Linked DNA regions of Mus musculus: regions 2, 3 and 4 are each linked to region 1. The links are chromatin contacts, called in public HiChIP or PLAC-seq maps. All regions are on one chromosome and are shown on one strand. Each heading gives the region's core, a stretch centred on a gene start, on an enhancer-like site or on the middle of the called end of the contact. The rest is flanking DNA. Distances are from core to core; before and after follow the strand shown.

Region 1 (3,144 bases), core at 161-2,660:
TGCTTTTAGAAGACTCATTCAGAGTCACATATTGTGGTACAGGTCTAGAACCCCAGCACTGGGGAGTCTGAGCCAGGATGACTGCCAAGAAGGGAACCAGGCTAGCCTGAGCTGTATAGCAAATTCTAGAAATTCCTGGGATACAGTGTGAGATCCCTTCTCAAAATCCCTTCCAAGTGGGTAGGGGGAAAGGAGAAAGAATCACATTTAAAAGGACTTAAACATTTACATCCTATTTCATGCCTGTTTCTTTCAGTGTGGACAGCATGTGTTTAGTGTATCTCGGTTTCTTTGAGGCAGGAAGGAAGGGGTTAATTCATAGTTGGATTTTATGAGTTTTATTTATATGCGATGTGTGCTAAATACTTATCTTTCAGTTTGAAGTATTTTCCCCAGGTGATGGGAAGTAAAAATGCCCATCACATTAAAATTAGTTAAAAGAGATCATTTAGATATGAAAGTAAAGTTTGGAATTAAAATTAGGGAGGTGGGATAGATATTTGACTCCTTGGAATTACCGGATGAAAGAGTAAAGGGGGAGGGCGAAGCTTTGTAGGGCAGGAAGACCCGGACACAGTGGGAATGGAAGGCGGTGTGGGAGAAGAGAGAAAGGCAGTCACAGACTGAGACCGGTCAAGCATCACATCAAATTTTTTACATTCCGGCATAATAACATTTCAGGGATTCGAACCAGCAGAACACCAGTCCCTTTCCCCCTTACTTTAAAACGATAATGATTCTCTTTTAAAGAGTCTCTCCCGGCCCCGCCAGGAAGATCCTTTAAAAGCACGCGACCGGGATGTGAAACTGAGAGAGTCTTCCTGCAGCACACAGGACCTCCCCTCTGTGTCTGGCACAGCTCTTCCCAGCTCAGCCAGGGAACCCAGACAAGTTTATTTACACACCCCCCCGCCCAGCGTGCACAAACACACCCGCAGAGAGCGAGGGCGCGAGGGGCGGGAACGCCCTCTCTTCCATCCCTTCCAAACAATTATCTGCCAGAAGAAAAAAAAAAAAAAAAAAAAAAAAAAAAAAAGCAAATCCTTCGCCGCGCCGGAGGCTGGCGGGGTGGCGGGCGAGCCGGGAAACGTGGCCGCGCCGGCGAGCTGGGGATTTGTGAAAAGGAGCGCTGGCCCGCGTGCGCCTCTTGTTCCCCGTGTAATTTGCAGCCAATCATCGGGAGGTGTCCGCGCCCTGCGTCCTGCTCACCTCGGCCCGCCCCCGCCCCCGGCTCCGCACCGCCTCCCTCGCCTTTCTCCGCGCTCCCCTCCCCCAGCCACCGCACACACGCACACACACAAACAGAGCGAGGGGGGGGGGGGTGAGAAAGAGAGAGAGAGAGAGAGAGAGAGAGAGCGAGAGAGCGAGAGAGAGAGAGACTCCCCGGCTCCCTCCCTCCCTCCCTCGCACACAGCGACTGGAGACGGACCGGGAGCAACGCGCCGGGAAGAGCAGAGACCACCGACAACAGCCCCGCGCTCTCCCACACACGCTCACACTCGGCGCTTTCCTCTCCACCCCCACCTCCTCCTCCTTCCACCCCCTCCACTAACACCATCTCCTCCTCCTCTCTACAACAAGAAAAAAAAAAGCCATTTACAGGTATTTTTTTTTCATCCGCATATTTATTTACCCCACCCCCCCATTCCCAACAGTTTGTTTACAAGTATTAAAGTTGTAATTGGGAGCTGCCAAGACACATCTGGATTTGTGTTTCTTTGTGTTAGGGGGTGATGTGCAACTAATTAAAGGCAGACTGGCAGCGTCTGTAAATTCTAAGGCTCCCCAAATAAAAAGAGACTGGTAAGTGATTGTTCTTTCTCTTCCTCTGGCTTCCCCGCTTCTCTTTCTCTCTTAAATGTTTGCTGTCCGGTGGGATTGTAAAAGTAGATTAATGCTGGTCTCCAGCAATAAAAACCGTGACTGTATTAATTAATTAATTAATCTGCACCGGCCCCTCCTCCTGAATGTTAAATATGACCTTTGATCTCCATGTCTCTGGTAGATCAGACATACAGTATTAGGCATGTACAGTCACATTGTTCAGAGGCAAAGCAGGATCATGAAGTATGGATGTTTATTTTAGCTTTGGTGTTAGAACTATAGTTATTGGTGTGTGCTTTATTTTGTTGCTAAATAAAAGCCAAACAATAGCTGTGGCTTAGGTACCTTTTTTTCATGCTCCAGGGATGCATTGATTAAACAATAATGACCTGGATGCTGGGCACAATCCTTTTCTACAGTTTCTGGTGGTATTGAACCTAGAGGAGGGAAGGGGGGGGGAGGTAGTAGCAATTGGAGAAGCAAGGACAGCTTGTTTGGAAACACCATGCTAAGACTCTGAAAGGGGGATATTAGATCCCTTCTTTATTTGGAACAAGGTCAAAAGACTAAAATGTTAGTGTCCCCTCCCCTCAGTGGGATGATGCCCATTGCATGGTTGGCGGAACTAGTTTCTAGTGACTAGCAGTTATTATGATCTTGCATCTTCAATGTAATTCACAGAAACGGAAGCTGTATGTGTATTCTTACTGTGTCTTTCCCCCCAGACCCTAGCAAGTGTCAGGAATATTTAGCCAGGAGGATTTGGGGGGCACCTTTGTATTGTCATCAGGCCTCAGAAGGGAGCAGTTTTCCCTAATGTGAAACCACAGAGGTGGTGCCTGAGTGATTAGGGACTTGCTGTGATTGAAGGATGCCTGCCAGTTTCTAATCCAGCCGGAGGGAGGTTCCTTATCTTGCTTTACTTTGCCTAATAGGGATTTGTTTACATAAACCCCCCTTTTTTTAGGGTGCCTCATCAGTAGACCTTGAAGTTTTCAAATTTGAAGTTTGGACATAATGCTTCATTAATCTAATTATAAGCATAATGACTATAATTGATATGCATTTGAAACTCTGAAATTTTGAGACAGAGATTGCTAGGCCCTCAGTTTTAATTCCACACCAACCTCTAGGCTTCAGAAGAAGCCAGAGAAAGGTACTCTGGCAAAGAAAAAAATAAATAGGGAAACAAAGAAACTGTTTTTTTAAGGTGAATATACATTTTATATTTTTGCTTTAATTCTTAGAAGGATATGATATAGCTCTCACCCTTAATAAACAAGCAGAACCCCTCTTCCTAATGCTTATTGATGGCCTGTA
Region 2 (3,584 bases), core at 594-3,093, 310 kb before region 1:
GGAATGAGGGGTTGAGGGTGGGTGGGTAAAGTGTTGCCAGTGAGTCAGCCTCCAGGGAATGAGAGTGGAAAGTCTGCAGGCTGACTAGCTCAAATAGCTCTCAGGCCAAGATCCAGGGATTTGAATTGGCACACCCCAACGTCTACTCCATGGATAAACTTCTGGAGTGAATGAACAGGCCATTCCTATAGATCTAATGTTACTGGACCTCCACGACACAGGGCAGCATCAGAGTACCTGAGAGAAGTTCCAGTGAGTTCCAGTATTGATAAAGTAGCAGAAGCCAGAGACCAAACGGTTATTGCAACAAAGATTTGCAAGCAAAGGAGTGTGAACAAAGGGTTATGCTGTAGGACATACTGTGACACACTACAGTTCTACCGTGAGATATTTTTCTGTTTCAGGGAGAGGTTGCAAAGGTGAAGGGCAGGTATGAGGGGGAGGGGAGATGAGTGAGATTGGGGTCCATGATGTGAAATTCACAAAGAACCAATAAAAATGTTTTTAAAAATGTAATGTGCATAAAAATTGGACAACCACTAAAATTTCCTAGATATTACAAATGAACAAACTAGATAAAGAATAAACTAGATTAAGAATGATAGAGTTTGCCGGGAGTAGTGGTGCATGCCTTTAATCCCAGCACTTGGGAGGCAGAGGCAAGCGAATTTCTGAGTTCGAGGCCAGCCTGATCTACATAGTGAGTTCAGGACAGCCAGGCTATACAGAGAAACCCTGTCTAGAAAAACTGGAAAAAAAAAAGAATGATAGAGTTTAGTTATGAAGTACATGGAATGTATTTTTCTGTGTTGGATTCGTTATGGCCTGTCACTGTGGCTTTGATTGACATTTCTCTAATTAATGATTCTGAGCATATTTTCCTATATTTCGTGTATCTTTTCTGAGGAAAATAATAGGTTGCTCATTTAAATATCATGTTTATTACATAGTTACCTTAGCTATTGAGTTATTAGAAGTCTTTATGTTTCCCAGATATTTATGCTTCGTCAAATGCATAATTTGTGATTGTTTTCTGCCATTCTGGCAGTCCTCTTACTCATTTCTATATGATGATGAGGAATCACTTTAGCCCAATATAATTACAGTTGTGTAGTTTTGCTTTTGTTGCTTCTACTTTTGAGGCTGTATAAAATTCCTGCCACACCAGGATCTTGGAAGAGTTGCCTGCTTCTTCCCTGAAAACTGAACAGTTAGGAGTCTTGCATCTTCACCCAAACCCTTTCTCATGGACTTTCTCTGTGGTAAGATGCAGATTTGAATTTTATTCTTTTGCATGCCGATATGCAGAATTGCCAGTTACTTACTGAGAGGTTATTATGTGTTCTGAGCAACTTCATAAAAACCAGCTTGATTAAAATGCACGAAAAAAAATCTCCCTGTATTCTGGGTTCTGTTCCACTGATTTATTTGCATGACAGTAACAAGCTGTCCTGTTCTTATGGCCTTGAACCATATATCTATATACTTTGATGCCTTCAACTTTTTCATCTTGCTCAAGAGTGTTTCAGCTTTTTTTTTTATAATCCCACATGGATTTTAGAATGCTTCTGTACTTCTATGAAGACTATCACTGGTATCTTGACAGGAATTGCATTGAGTCTATAGATTCTTTGGGCACTATAAACATTTCAACAAAACCATTTTTTTTTTCAAATTCATAAAGATTCACTGTTTTCCCACTTATTTTTCTCTTTAATTTCATTACTTCCCTCTGGAATTCACTACTTCTGTAAGTGGGTGGCCCATTGGAGTTAGTACAAGGACATACTCAGGCACCAAATTCACAGCACAAAGGAGACTTGTCACCCTAAAGGGACAAGTATGGGGGAGGAGCAGCTGCCTCTGGATAGGGCAAAGGCAGACAGCAAGCAGCAGCAGCAGCAGGTGTTTTATTCAGGAGTGCATTTTTAAGAAGAAAAGAAGTCTGTGCTAGGGTGAATTGGTAAGCCCTGATTGGACATATTAGTCAAATAATGAATTTTGATTATTGGACCTTGGTGTTTTGTCTCAGAAATAAGTCAGTAGCCCAATAAGGGAATAGACTTTGGGGCCTAGCTTTGGGAATATAATCTAACAGTTTTTAGCAAGAAGTGGGGGAAGGGATCTGCTGGGGTGATGTTTGCAATGCTCAGTCCTGTTAGAATGCCCTTCAACTTCTCCCTTCCTATGGGGGAAACTCTCCACTTAAGAAACAACAGCTCCCATTTTCCTGCCATTGTTGTTAAGCACCTGAAGAGGATTGTAGTAAACCTCAGAAAAAAGAATAGGATAATAACTGCAAACACATTTCAGCATTTATCACCCTGACAAAGACTCGGAGGGAAGAGGCAAATTCATTGGGAGGATTGATTTTATAAAAAGCGATGTTTTACCAAGGCAAGCAAGGAAGAAACATCTGACGGCTCTATCAAACTCATACGAAGGATATAAGATGCTAAATAATGCTCATACTACACTAGAGTGAAAACAAGTTTCCAGCACACCATCCTTCCCTCAAGAGGTTGTTATAGCATCCTTTTCACCAAGACTAACAGGGGTACACAGATGAGAGAGGCTCCAATATCACCAATAAATTCCCTTGAAGACTTAAAAGGTCATTGCAGACTTAGGCTTGTTATATCTACAGAGGCATTGGAGTCATGCCATAATGAAGACCAGGAAGTAGTCCTTAATTATCAGAAATTAGGAGGGTGCAATTACTTTAATTACCAGAAAGATCAGAGGGCAGCCAGAGGGATTTGTCCCACAGGAAATTACAGTGATGTTTATGGAGGATGGCATCTTTGGGGAAAAGTAGTTTGGGAACCAGCAAGCATGCTACTTAGTGTGTATAACCCTCCTCTAAGAATGTAGGGGCAGTAGGGTAAGGCTGTTCAAACCAAGGTCCTCCAGTTCTGAATGGAAACCAATTTTTCACATTAAGAACCCACTGACTAAAATGCATGCTGATTCCATAGAAAGAAACATCCTATAATTCAATAGTGTTGTAGGATATTCTCACATTCCTCCCACCAAATGATCTATAGCCATTTACTGGAGGATTTCTCCTCTCCTCTCCTCTCCTCTCCTCTCTTCTTTTCTTTTGTAGAATTTAGTTTGCTATGATTTTTGCAGTGATGTTCTGATTTCTTGAGGGATCTCATACAGAAGCCCCTCTGCTCTTTCAGGCCATATCTATTTCTTGCTTCAGTTACTAAAGTTCCTTATTCATACACCATCAAGATAGGAAATTTGGGGGTAAGGTGATTTTATTGTTTGTTTGTCTTTAATATTTGAAAAGCAATTCACATGGAGATCTCCTGGATGCACTCAAAGTGTTCTTTTTCCTTTTTCCTTCTATTAGATTTTTTTTTCACAAAACATTTTCTGAGATTCCAGTTTTCCCTTCTTCCAGCTCCTCCAAGATCCTTCCCACCTCCCTTCTGAATCCACATCTTTTCTATCTCTTGTTGAAAAACAAACAGATGTCTAAATAATAATAAAACAAAATAAGCTGAAACAAAAACAAACAAACCAGAATAGGATAAAACCAACAAACAGAAGAAAAGAATTCAAAGAAAAAG
Region 3 (3,548 bases), core at 14-2,513, 370 kb after region 1:
ACAATACTGCTGTTGCTAGAATTCTCTGCAGAGCAGTTACAAGTGAATGTTACATAGAATTTTGTTTTGGTTTTAGTATTTTGATGCAGAATTTTGTTCTTTGGTTGTCTTGCAAGGGCAAGCCCATTTTAATCTCACTAAGGCTAAAAGTTTATTTTAAAATTTCTTTGAATGAAACTGCCTATATTTTCTTATTTCAGAATCAAGGCACTAAGTCAGAAGATCGAGAATTAATGCAGAGATGAACATTAAGGCCCTGCCTTTGGAATCTAATTGCCCGATACTTGCTGTGTTGTTTTCCTGTTTTCTGCAAAGTGGTGTGTTGATGACACGCAACTATTCAATGTCAGTATGTGTGATTTTTAAGTTTCAACATTCAAAAGTCCAAACAGTAATCAAGGCACAGTAGGTTATGTTTGTAATCCCAACACTTGAGAGCATGAGGTGGGAGACTCCCTGGAACCTCAAAAACAGCCTAGCCTACATAACAAGATCCTATCTCATACAGAACAAACAGACACCTAAATTAAGAGAAATGATACTGAGTATAATTAGATTTGTACATTTGCCAATGTTTCCATTGTCTTATTTTGGAATAGTAAATGATAACGTAAGAACTAGACCAAAAATATAAAAGAGGCCCAGGTGAGAAACTCGCAGCTGTAAAGCTGTGGAATTTTTATTTTCTCCAAACTGAAACTCAAGGTTCCCGTTGCTAAGTCGACATAAAGCAAACCAGTGTAGGACAGAATGTTAAAGAGAGATCTGGGCAGGCCGACCTCAGATCACTTAGGGCTTAAAGCTTTAAACGTCTGAATAGTCTGAAAACAAAGGGGGAATAATATTAAAATTAAAAGAAGATTTAAGTAGAAAGTAACCACATGACTTGTATAATCAAAAAGTCTTAGGAGAAAGCCATCCCTGTAGCTGGAATTACTAAACTGCTCATGTGTAGAGAAACCACTTGGCACACATTGGCTGAGCTTCTCCAGAGAGTTGAACGCACAACACTGGAATCCACCATTCAGTGACCTGTAGAGATCAACACGACAGCTGAAGCAAACGGTTCCGCTGTGCTGCAAGGGTCTGTTTGCTTGGCCAAATACAGTCTCAGCAAGATATGCCTGGGACTATTAATTATGGAGACAAGCAAGGAACCAGAGGAAGAGCTCAGAAAACCCCCAACGAGGAAGCGGTCTCATTTCCCACAGAGCTCCACAGCACACACAGACTTTCTCCTGCACAGAGCACAGACAGGCTTGTCCTCCTGCTGCTTTATGTTAATTAGGGAATAAATAAGTGGCCAACTGTAGTCTGTGGGCATATGTTGGTCAACTGTCTCTGTCTAATTAGGTTGTAAGCCCACTGAGCAGGCGCCTCATTTAAATCTATGTTCTGGAAAGCATTCCACGGCTCTGCTGAGGTCCAGTGACTGAAAGGAAGGCAGGGCCTGAGGCTCCATCAGAAAGAAAAAGGAAACGTTTATGAATTCATGTGTCTATGTTTATATCTTGCCTAAAGCTAATTAAAGATTTTAAGTGACGAATGCAACTGTACTTCTCATAGAACAATGTCATGCGTCTTAGTCAATATGTTATAGTATAATAAAAAAGTATAATATAAAATAAAATTTATGTATAACATAAAAATAAATTTTGTTTGAATTTGTTACTTCTAACTCAAGTATGTATGATTTGCAATGGTAATAAGTATAAGTGTTCAATGTCATAGTTCCTCCATTAAATACCACGTCACGGTACTTAGATCACAACTGTAGAGTTGGCATTTACACGTGAAGGTGTTACAGGAATAAATGAATACCAGCACTTGGAAGGTTGAAGCAGGGGGTCACAAGTTAGAGTGAAGACCCTGCTGCAAAAGATAAAATTAATTCTTTACCCATGTTTATATATGTGTATGTGACATTGGGGTGCTTAATGATACTTTATCCATGTTTATATATGTGACTTTGTGTATATGTGTGTGGCTTTGGGGTGTTTAATGGATATTATGTACATAGCTACTCACCTTTTGTTCCCTGACTCCCTAATTAGAATGTTCTAGATATTGATAGTTAAAATTACTTACTCTAGAAATATTGAGAACATAGGCAAGAATCTCATATACAGCATTTTATTTGTTCTTTGTGACAGCTAGTTTTAGTTACCTTCTAACACATGTTAGCATAAATGCCAAACTCACATTTTCTTCCATGGCTCTCTTATGCCACACAATGGAAGCCTTCTAGAGACAACAGGCAGATATCTGCAGATACAGATGATCTATGGCAGAGATGATCAGTGGTATTGGTATTCTCCTCTTTTGTAATTGTGAAGAATAAAGCAGAAACTTTTAAATAAGTCAGTTTATTCACACAGGCTATTCCTTCAGTGAGTATGGGAATCAGAGACACTGTATATTGTACCACGTGCCATGTGCCCTGCCTTCCCTGGATTGCCTTTGGATATTTTTCCAATATTATTCTCTTCACATTCTTCCGTAGTAGACCCATTGGATTCCAGGTTAAAGATATGGGATTCCAGGAAGACTTCTAGGAAGGAGACCCAGCACCATTCACTCCAGGCACTATCAGGATACAAACATTCAGTATACCCCCACACTACTGAAAAATGAATGCCCCTTATCTCTGAGACTCTGCCTCTGTCTCGGGCTTAGGCTGTTCCCTTATGCTGGGGCTTCTCTAATATACCCACTGCTTCCTTAAAATTAAGTTTGTTACTCCAAGCTTATTTAAACGGAAATCTTATTTTTATGACTTCTCTGGGGTCACTTTCTCCAAGGGCTAATCCTAGCTTGCTAATCTGCTCTCAGGAAGTAGAAATTCTCTGGTTGAATCTTTGCAAATTTAATAGTATCTTCGTCTATCCATGGTCTCTACCACCATCTAATATCTTAAAAAAATTTTTTTTTGGAAATACACACACACAAAAAACCAAACAAACAAACAAACAAAATACTGTCTTATGCTACCTCCCCAATTAGGTAAAATTCTCTTGATACTGATAACTAAACTTTAATCTACACATACTGTATACAAAACACCTACAAAGCACTCTGTATGTATAATTTCTGTTTTGCTTTCTGGCATCTGTTTTTGGATAGCACTGGGACTATGTTAAATGCATAAAACAAGAGTTCCTTGAGAAACACCACTTAGCTAATGTTCAACACAGTCAAGTTGCATTTTTTCACCTTTACTGTTTTGTCATGTAATATATATTTATATTGTTATTAATATCTGGTTCCTTATGCACTAAATTGGAAATACCCAGCTGACAAAATTTTATGCTTTTAGTCTATAGTAAATTCTCTCTCTCTCTCTCTCTCTCTCTCTGAATGTGTGTATGTATGTATGTGTATGTATTATGCATGTATGTACATGTATGTATCGTTATACCATACTTTACATTTGCTGTAACACTAATTAGTGAGTCATGTATAAACAGGAGGTTCAACACTGTAAATGTAAATGTCATTTTTTGTAAAAATCAAATGGTTCAAACTACTAGAATATCTAAAATTTCAGG
Region 4 (3,317 bases), core at 261-2,760, 480 kb before region 1:
GACATCATCTCAAACATTCTACCATGGGCAGCTCTTCAGGTTCTTTCTTTTGGCAAAGACGTTCTTTGCTTTATCTTTAAAGGAAAAGCCTATAATAGCTAATTCTTATTTTAGCTCCCGACAATTCTGTTTTCTCTCTTATTAACTTCCCTTTAGCTAATAATGTAACTAAGCTTTCCACATCCCTGAGGAAGAAAGAAGAAATAGTATTCCTGTGTGTCATAATTCCTGGTGTGCAAAACTGCAAAGAGAAAGGTTCCTTGGTGTCTCGTGTGTGTGTGTGTGTGTGTGTGTGTGTGTGTGTGTGTGTGTGCGCGCGCGCACACACACACACACACACACACACACGCAATCCAAAGTATGATACAAAGAAGCCAATATATAGTGTATCTGAACAAAGCTACTTGCTAAAGCCAAATTGGGCAGGTTTGTGAGAATTCTGTCTTCTGTATGAAGCCTTATGAGTTAGAAGGATGCACACACATAAATATTTCACTGGTGCAAGCACTCCTGCTCCCTGATTCTCCCATATTGATTACCACTAATCTATCCCTTATGTCACTTTCCATTCCTGTGGAAATAAGATAGGTATGTGCCTGGAATAAATAGCCTTCTCCCCATTTGGAAACCGTGCAGAGTCTAGAGCACATTACAACCTTCCCTATAATGGAAGTACCCACACGCTGGCAATTGCTGTCTACAGACGTAATGAACCAAGTGGGAGGTAATGAGAAGTGACTGTCACGCCATCTCTGGGGCCCAGTTTCTCCTGCTGCACAATTACACTGTGACCCCAGAGAAACTGAGAAGAGTGCAACATTCTTTCCTTTTCTAATGATCTTAAAATCAGCCTTAGCTTATGGAATGCGTGTGGAGGGGTGCAAGCAGCAGCATCACCCATTTGGCAGTCCAGAGGCTGTGCGGGGGAGGTGGGGGTCGGGGCGGGGGGAGTGTATGCTTGCAGCAGAGAGGAAGCTGTCTGTCCGTATAGTTCTGCTTTTGTCCCAGTGAAGACTTGGTCTCTGGCTGGAATGATGCCAGCTAACAGGAGGCTCCTTTCCTACTTTCCCTGGTGCATCTTTGGAGCCGGTTACTGGTTACTTCTAGAAGCGGAGAATGTGCGAGTGAAACTGTTACTCAGAGCCACATTTATGCTTCAGTGATGTGTGTTTCACCTTTAAGAGGCAGGAAAAGCTTTTGAATAATGATAAGTGTAGTGAGAGCAGTTGCTGGACCCCACACAGCCCCGGTCTCATCTCTGTATTTCAGGGAGAACCTTGATTACCACACTGTGGACTGGTCCTTCAAGTGGGGAGTGGCAAGGCTGAGGAAAAAGGTAGAAAGGGGCACCTGCTGAGTCAACTTCTCCTGAGAGAAACTGCGAAGAAAGTGCAAAAAGGTGGAAGGCTTTTAAAATTCCTCTCATTGTCTTCCTTCTGCTCAGGCCTGCCCACGCTCTGGGGGAAGCCTGCCAACTGCTCACTGAACAGTGAATGGAGACAAGCTGGGCTGCTGGTATTGCTCAGCAAGGGAAGAATAGAGGCATGGCTGGCTGCTGGCTGGACCCGCACCACTCTCCTATCTTCTGTGCTTCTGCCAGCAGGAAGCCCCCAGGTGGCACGAGGGAGAATTAGTGTGCAAATTGCAGGATCTGCTCATTGCTCACCACTTCCTCAGTTGACAGTTCCACAGAGCTCCTTTGCCTTTCATCAGGGGAAGAGGGAGCTCAACAGGGTTCTACTGACTGGCTTATGACTTTTATGTCTCCCTGACTCCAGGGTGTTTTCAACCTCCCTGACAGCAGTTCTGTCCTTGGATAGCCTGCGACACCTACCTCTGATCATCTTTTATGCCAGGCATGGTTTGGAGTTGGCAGAAAAAGGTAGAAACTGATCCCTTTTTATAGAATAGGTCCAAAAGTATGCCATAAAAACAAAACAAAACAAAACAAAACCAAAAAAAAAAACAAAAAAAACAAAACCAAAAAAAAAAAAAAAAAAAAAAAAGGAAGATGAAAACAACATAGTTAAACGGAGTCTCTTTCTCCACTTTGTTAATAGATAGTACTTCTTGAGGAGTTACTATGGGCCAAATAATATTCTTGGCATGTTTCATTAAATCCTGTCATTTTTATTTTATAGAGAAAGGAGCTGAGGCACAGGGTATCCAGAAAACAGGAAGTAGACCCTGAATCCATATTTTATGTACTAGGGCAGTTTGCTTTACAAAACTCCTTAGTTATTTTTGGATTCATTCAATAAGTAGCTCAGAAACACCACCACCTTAATGTCACTTTCTCTGCCAGCGTTCCTTACCCTTGTGAGTCCTGTGACTTCCTGACTGTCTTGTCCATGTGAAACAAATGCAAGGGCATCATCATCAGGAAACTGAAACACACATGGATCCAGAGGTGACAGTTTTCTCCACAGAGGATCAGGTGGTAACATAGTTTAGGCTTTGCATGCGCCATGGTCTCTGCCTGAGCTAGACAGAAAGTATCCAGAAACAGCATGTAAACAAATCATCACATCTATGTGCCAATGCAATCGAAATGATGGGAAGTGGATTTGGTGTATCTGGTCCATGGGCTGCCTGCTACAGAGCACGAGAAAAGCCAAAACTGTGGCTGCACGTGGCCTGTGTAGTACTTCTTGTTCATGTCTATGAGGCATCCCCCAAGGATACACAATCGGGCACAGAGACTTGTGAAGCACTTAGGGACTGAGGAAAAGGTTTGTGGAGAAGGTGAAGTGAGAGTGTCTCCTAAAGGATGGGGAATGCAGGTTCTCTTCAATCAGTGAAGAGTAGGGTACGCCCACAGAGTGCAGTAAACTCTGGAAACAGTTTATTTCTCTGGCCAAATGGAGAGTCACATACGCGTCATGCTTTTGCACACTACGAGCACGAAGAAGAGACAGCCATGGTGAAGAGTGAGCGTAGCAGGGACCCAGGCACTGTGTTGTCCGCCTCCAACACCCATGTTAAAAGATTTAACTAGTGGCTTTACTCTTTAGGCAGCTGCTAGTGCGCTAACAGAAAACAACCATCACACATTATTTGCTTCTGGAAGTTTCCTTGACTTCTTGATATTTTAGAAAATTATACCAAATCAGGTGAGAATTAGTTCTAACGACATTATTTTTCTTAGTATTTTTTTCTATATATACACCAAGGGGGTGCGGGGGAGAACAAAGCCCAGTTTTTTTGTTTTGTTTTGTTTTGCTTTGTTTTACATATTAAAACAAATACATTAAAGAAGGCACAAGTAGGGCTGATATTGTTGTGTCAGCTCTTTGATGCTCTTATTTCACGTTCTT

Evidence for each region. HiChIP or PLAC-seq counts read pairs in DNA pulled down with a chosen protein or histone mark.
Region 2: an H3K4me3 HiChIP or PLAC-seq map of embryonic basal ganglia shows a contact between it and region 1, with 2.5 times the contacts expected there. The contact joins the enhancer-like site here to the promoter of Cxxc4 in region 1. A contact is called at or near these places in 3 of 39 promoter capture datasets (the 3T3-L1 cell line and cranial neural crest), 1 of 15 datasets of contacts at CTCF or cohesin (the NIH/3T3 cell line), 4 of 115 datasets of contacts at active chromatin or transcription factors (embryonic basal ganglia, embryonic midbrain, embryonic stem cells and 1 more) and 1 of 9 other capture datasets (pancreatic islet).
Region 3: an H3K4me3 HiChIP or PLAC-seq map of embryonic limb bud shows a contact between it and region 1, with 4 times the contacts expected there. The contact joins the enhancer-like site here to the promoter of Cxxc4 in region 1. A contact is called at or near these places in 9 of 39 promoter capture datasets (the 3T3-L1 cell line, 3T3-L1-derived adipocytes, the HPC-7 cell line and 5 more), 1 of 15 datasets of contacts at CTCF or cohesin (the NIH/3T3 cell line), 9 of 484 Hi-C or Micro-C datasets (the N1E-115 cell line, cerebellar granule neurons, cerebellum and 6 more), 10 of 115 datasets of contacts at active chromatin or transcription factors (embryonic basal ganglia, embryonic forebrain, embryonic hindbrain and 6 more) and 1 of 9 other capture datasets (pancreatic islet).
Region 4: an H3K4me3 HiChIP or PLAC-seq map of forebrain shows a contact between it and region 1, with 5 times the contacts expected there. The contact joins the enhancer-like site here to the promoter of Cxxc4 in region 1. A contact is called at or near these places in 2 of 39 promoter capture datasets (the HPC-7 cell line and hippocampal neurons), 3 of 484 Hi-C or Micro-C datasets (embryonic stem cells and nephron progenitors) and 3 of 115 datasets of contacts at active chromatin or transcription factors (embryonic stem cells and forebrain).

Annotation. Positions count from the first base shown.
Region 1 is chr3:134,235,085-134,238,228 of GRCm38.p6, forward strand. It overlaps Cxxc4 (CXXC finger 4), which reads left to right and starts at 1,411. Exons shown (of 4, transcript NM_001004367.4): 1 at 1,411-1,602; 2 at 1,728-1,803.
Region 2 is chr3:133,920,563-133,924,146 of GRCm38.p6, forward strand. All of the region lies in intron 2 of Gm26691 (a long non-coding RNA gene), which reads right to left. Among named protein-coding and RNA genes, the nearest start is that of Gm30484, 100 kb to the left of the region's middle. Within about 2 kb of position 1,844, at least 4 of the 459 cell types and tissues checked have an H3K27ac peak or open chromatin away from gene starts, as enhancers often do. A contact at or near this core is called in embryonic basal ganglia, where this site is marked.
Region 3 is chr3:134,604,403-134,607,950 of GRCm38.p6, forward strand. No RefSeq gene overlaps it. Among named protein-coding and RNA genes, the nearest start is that of 4930539C22Rik, 180 kb to the left of the region's middle. Within about 2 kb of position 1,264, at least 28 of the 459 cell types and tissues checked have an H3K27ac peak or open chromatin away from gene starts, as enhancers often do. A contact at or near this core is called in the HPC-7 cell line, the N1E-115 cell line, embryonic basal ganglia and 3 more, where this site is marked.
Region 4 is chr3:133,753,506-133,756,822 of GRCm38.p6, forward strand. No RefSeq gene overlaps it. Among named protein-coding and RNA genes, the nearest start is that of Gm6135, 36 kb to the right of the region's middle. Within about 2 kb of position 1,511, at least 108 of the 459 cell types and tissues checked have an H3K27ac peak or open chromatin away from gene starts, as enhancers often do. A contact at or near this core is called in the HPC-7 cell line, forebrain and hippocampal neurons, where this site is marked.